2 separate regions of the Macaca mulatta genome follow, and region 2 is linked to region 1. A link is a contact called in public Hi-C data. All regions are on one chromosome and are shown on one strand. The core of a region is the stretch at or near the end of the contact, and the rest is flanking DNA. Distances in the headings are between cores, read along the strand shown.

What was found. A called contact is a pair of places that touch in the nucleus more often than the background predicts.
Region 2: a Hi-C map of fetal cortical plate shows a contact between it and region 1, with 2.8 times the contacts expected there. The contact joins the promoter of HMGN4 here to the promoter of ZNF184 in region 1. A contact is called at or near these places in 2 of 14 Hi-C or Micro-C datasets (fetal cortex germinal zone and fetal cortical plate).

What each region holds. Positions count from the first base shown.
Region 1 is chr4:155,841,103-155,843,802 of T2T-MMU8v2.0, reverse strand. It overlaps ZNF184 (zinc finger protein 184), which reads right to left and starts at 1,323. Exons shown (of 7, transcript XM_078000824.1): 1 at 934-1,323; 2 at 492-637.
Region 2 is chr4:156,527,914-156,530,613 of T2T-MMU8v2.0, reverse strand. HMGN4 (high mobility group nucleosomal binding domain 4) reads left to right here and starts at 1,288. Exons shown (of 2, transcript NM_001193396.1): 1 at 1,288-1,410. TRNAV-CAC (transfer RNA valine (anticodon CAC)) reads left to right here and starts at 950; the gene lies at 950-1,022. It overlaps TRNAR-ACG (transfer RNA arginine (anticodon ACG)), which reads left to right and starts at 387; the gene lies at 387-459.

The sequences.
Region 1 (2,700 bases), core at 74-2,573:
AAGTTACAGGAACAAGTACATCTGTTTAATATAACAAACTAAAAAAGAAAGCCAACAAGGGAATAGTCTGCACCCAAAATGGCGAGTTTAATGCCACACTAGTTCTGGCCTAGGGTTGACAGACTGCCATCTGCCAAGGAGATTTCAAAACTAACTCTTTCATTGAAGGGATGATTACCAAGATGTCTTCTGACTTCAACATTATAATTTTAATATTTAATATTCAGAAGTCATGTGGGGATCACATATACGCTGAATGATTATGTCTTTTCATTCCCCAATGGAATGAAAGAAAAAATAAACTCCTCCCCCAAGTATCTCTCTATAAAAAAGAATCTCTCCCTACAATGTAATTCGGTTTCTTTGCTAATCCCTAAGCATACCGTTCCTTCCTTCCAGCTCTCCTGCTCTGATCTCAAGTATTTGATCCTCCAGTCATGACTGTTCTCAAGCCTCCATCAACCCACTCTCCCCCAAGTCGACCCCACTACCTTCCATCTCAGAAGCTCATCCCGTTCCTCTGGAACTTGAATACCAGGGTTCGCCAGGCAGCGTTCCTTCAGCTGATACCTCAGTCTGGGACTCAGATGTCTAGCTCCCCTTGCAGCGAGTCTGCAACACGCTGAGGTTTTCTATCCTAAAAAACACAGGATGGCGTCAGCAGCATACGTCACACAATCACACATCAGAGTCTTGCAAAGTGACCAAGAGGTCTTACACGAGAGAAGTGCCCTAAGAGAGCACTAGAGAGGCGTGTGCCACTCCGATGAACAAAAACAGAGTGGAGATCGGGTAAGCGGGTTCTGCCTCAGATCCAAAAAACCCTTGGTGCCCACCCTAGAATCTGGCCGGGGCATCCACAGACCTGGTCTCTTCCCTCTGTGCACATTTGTGACTCACACCCCTGCGAGGTCGGATAACACGAAGACACACCTGTTGCAGAGCGTTAAAGCTGGAAGGTGGATAAGCAGGGCGGGGCCCGGCACCCGACTTCCCCTTAGGCCAGAACAAAAGAACAAAGCCCTCCAAGGGATCAGGGCGGGACCGCCCCGCACAGACGGAGGCGAGGTGCGCCCCCTTTGAGGACTCCCCAGCTTTCTCCCGCAGAGGCCTCTAAGCGCGAAACCAGAAGGGTGACGTCACGGGTCCGGAGGGCTGGCTGTTGCCATGGTGATACCTGAGCTCCCCTCCCTTTATAGCGATCCACACACTCTGATCCCGGGTCCGGAAGCGCACTGACCGCCACCAGACCTAACGCAGGGAGCCGAAGCAGCTGGACTTCCAGAGCGCCAACCTCTTTCCACGCCTACAACCGGCTTCAACGGTCACTTCCGGTCCTTACGAGAGAGCCCCGCTCCGCCCCGCACGCCGGCGCCGGGCGGGCACACTGGACCAGCGTTCCCAGAACACTCCGCGACGAGGTTGCTGAACTTCATTTCCCAGAGGCTTTAGCTAACGTTTCGCGTTCGCCCTGCGCAGTGCCGCACATTTTCGCCGCCAGTCATTTGTTCCTGTTTCAGGTATGCGTGTGCGTTGTAAACTTGTCTGACTGAACTGATTTTAAGAAATACACGTCTACTGACCGGGCGCAGTGGCTCACGTCTGTTATCTCAGCACTTTGGGAGGCCGAGCTGGGTGGATCACTAGGTCAGGAGTTCGAGACTCAGCCTGGCCAATATGGTGACACCCCCGTCTCTACTAAAAATACCAAAATTATGGTGGTGGCGCGCGCCTGTAGTCCCAGCTACTCGGGAGGCTGAAGCAGGAGAACGGCGTGAATCCGGGAGGCAGAGGTTGCAGTCAGTCGAGATCGCGCCACTGCACTCCAGCCTGGGCGGCACAGCGAGACTCCGTCTCAAAGAAACAAAAAAGAAAAGAAAAAAAAAAAAGAAATACACGTCTGCACACAGTTTTAAAACGCAAACAATCGTTACCTTTATTACATGTTCTACCTTATATTTTCTGTTCTACTCCTTTGTCATTTTGAAAATACTGGTAGTTACCCATTAAATTTGTTTTCACGACTCTCAATTGAGTGGCGACCAACTTTATTTATTTATTTATTTTGAGACGGAGTCTAGCTCTGTTGCTCAGGCTGGAGTGCAATGGCACGATCTCGGCTCAGTGCAACCTCCACCTCTCGGGTTCAAGCGATTCTCCTGCCTGAGCCTCCCGAGTAACTGGGATTACAGGCATGCACCACCATCCCCGGCTAATTTTTGTATTTTCAGTAGAGACGGGGTTTCACCATATTGGCCAGGCTGGTCTCAAACTCCTGACTTCAAATGATCCGCCCGCCTCGGCCTCCCAAAGTGCTGGGATTGCGGGCGTGAGCCACTGCGCCCGGCCCCAACATGTTTTTCTAATGCTTAAGGAAACCCGGAGATGATATTAGCATGTTTTGCCCCTCAGTAAAGCATCTTATATGCCTGTGTCAGCCAGCACATAGCTGCATATAGCCCAAGGCCAGTCTGTCCGTCACTGTGTCCTTGGCAGAAAAAAAGAATCCAACAAATCGGTAGATTTTTATATTTAAGACGTGGCACTTGCATTTTACTGTGCTGGTGTGCATTCCCAGCATTTGGATAAGGGGCCGAGGTCAAGTCTCTCAGACTGTTGGCTGACAAACATTAAACCTGGAAATCCTAACACTGAGTATATGAAAAACAATTACAGTCAAGGGAACATGATAGAGAAAGC
Region 2 (2,700 bases), core at 39-2,538, 690 kb before region 1:
ATCACTATTATTTCGTTTATTTAGTGCTTTATTATCCGCTTCCGCCACTGCCATGTAATCTTAAGGACAAGGGTCTCTCATGTTTTCTTCACCGTTATCTACAGTGCCGTGAACACTAATACTGGGTTGAATGAACGAACGTATTAATGGAGCGGTGATACTGGGGCAGAGAGGATGCAGGGCATGCTTTTCACCGCCATCTTTCAGCCGGCAGAGACAGACCGAGAAAGGAATGAAGGCTACGGGGTGTGTGCAGAAGTAGCCACCAGGGAGTCCGTGCGCTGCGAGCCTGGACCAGCGGGCAAACGCGGCTTACAGGCCCTCGCCCAGACATTACGGGTACAACCTAGTTTCTTATGAAATACCTTGCTACCAACCAATATGTGGGGCCAGTGGCGCAATGGATAACGCGTCTGACTACGGATCAGAAGATTCCAGGTTCGACTCCTGGCTGGCTCGGTATATGTGCAGGTTTATTTTACAACTTTCCTACTCCGCCGGAGTAAGCGAATTCGTGCAAGGTAAATTTGCCTGGAAGTCTCAGAAGCAAGAGGGGCCGCTTTCGACAAGAGATGGGGTTATCATTTCTCTGGGGAGCAAATTCTGCCACTGACCACGTGGTAACGCCAACTACGTCATAGAAACGCTCGCCCTACCCAAGTCGTGCCCAGCCTCGCCTGACCATTTTGGCCGAAGAACGAAGGACCGTTCAGAGATATTAAAGTCTCTATCGTGTTCTTCCCTATTCAGTCGTTTGAAATGACTGCATGTGGCTTCAGTTTTAACACTGGAGAGGCTAGGTCTGAGCTGATCATTGGTTTTTCTGGTTTGAGAGTTCAGTACAGAGACGCATACGCACATCAGCAAAACTCGCACTTGAACGAAGAAACACCAAGTGTATTTACTATGCAGATAGAACTGCTTGCTCTGAGATGATAGCCCACCGTGAGTTTCCGTAGTGTAGTGGTTATCACGTTCGCCTCACACGCGAAAGGTCCCCGGTTCGAAACCGGGCGGAAACAGCTTTTTTTTTTTTTTTTTTTTTTCCCCCTTCATACTACGAAATTCTTACAGTGTGTATCTTTTAACGATTTTTCAGGCCATCATAAATTTCCTGTCTTCCTGTCTTACGAGGTCGGGGCAGCGGTGCTTAGGGCGGGCCTCAGAGGCTCACACACGTATCGCCACGGGGAGAACCGGCTCTCTCCGGCTTGAACTCGGGGCGGCTCCCCGCCTGCAGCCCCGGAAGCGCATCCTCACCTTCCTTCGCCTTCCTGTTCCTGGCAGTGCCGGGCTCCCCTAGTCTTCTCTATCTTGGGGCTGGTGCTGGCCCTGCCCACGCCTAGGGCTCCGGCGCGTCAAGGGCCTCAGCTGGGATTCCCGCGCCCCTCGAACGGCCACGAAACTCGGGTAAGTGCCTCACAGACTTTAGTACGCTACCCGGGAAAATGAGGGGCGCAGTGGGGGGTCCCGCCGCCGTCCATATACTTAGGACCCTCCTGCCAGCTGGCCCCGGTCATGATTAAGGGCCTTGGGCCCCGTGAGCCGCGCCTGTCTTCCCGTCTCCAGAGTAATCGCAGCATCTCTCCTGAGCTCCGAGTGTGAATCCCTGGGAAAAGCTGAATCCAGAGGTGGGGTCACAGAGAGCCGCAGGCCCGACAGGGATGAGAAGTCCTAATCGGCGCTCTAGGGCCAATAAAAGAAGGAAAGAAGGGGATTTGAAAGGATTGCTCCCGCAGGGCTGTGGCCTTGAAGAGGTGGTGACTGGCAGGTTGGACTGACCTGCCGTGGGCTCTCCTTTCCTCCCCAATTTACCTTCGAGAAACCCTCGTTGAGGAGACACCCAAGGGCTGAGTCTTCCTCCACTTTGACCTTTCGCTGTCCCATCACAAAGAAAAAATGGATCCCAAGCTTAAGAAATGGACCAGCACTTGTTTAGAATCAGGACTTGTGCCTTGGTGTTTGGCCTCTTACCTCTGCCTGCCACATGGCTTGCTTACAAGTTAATTGGATTAATCAAACGCTTTTATGAGAAAGTTTTGTTGTGCCACCTGGCAGCCTGGGGTGTACCCTCAGAGAGATTTCTTTCTTAGATGTATTACTACTTTTTCTAGGGATTAGCCAAGCCTAGCCTCTCAGATCACATTGCTCCAGGTTCCCTCAAATGACTGATAAGAATGCGATGTGTTTGTTTTTGTTTGTTTTTGAGACGGAGTCTCACTGTATCTCCCAGGCTGGAGTGTAATGGTGCTATCTCTCTCACTGCAACCTGCACCTCCCTCTACCTCCCGAGTTCAAGCGATTTTTGTGCCTCAGACTCCTGAGCAGCTGGGACTACAGGCGTGCAATACCACGTCCGGATAATTTTTGTATTTTAGTTAGAGACGGGGTTTCACCATATTGGCCAGGCTGGTCTCAGACTCCTGACCTCAAGTGATCCGCCTGCTTCGGCCTCCCAAAGTGAGATAACAGGCGTGAGCCACTGCGCCCGACCGAATGTGATATTTTTATGACCACGACAAAAGAAGGGCTGCATTCTTTGGTGGGTCTGCAAAATTAAAAAAAAAAAAGAAAGAAAGAAAGAAAGAAAGAAAAGGACAATGTTTAATGAGCTGTTTTCTTTTTACCATTTTCCTAAACAGGCTGCTTGGCTGGATGTTGACTTGAAAGGTCCATTCTTTGTTATCTTGCTGTTTCCCT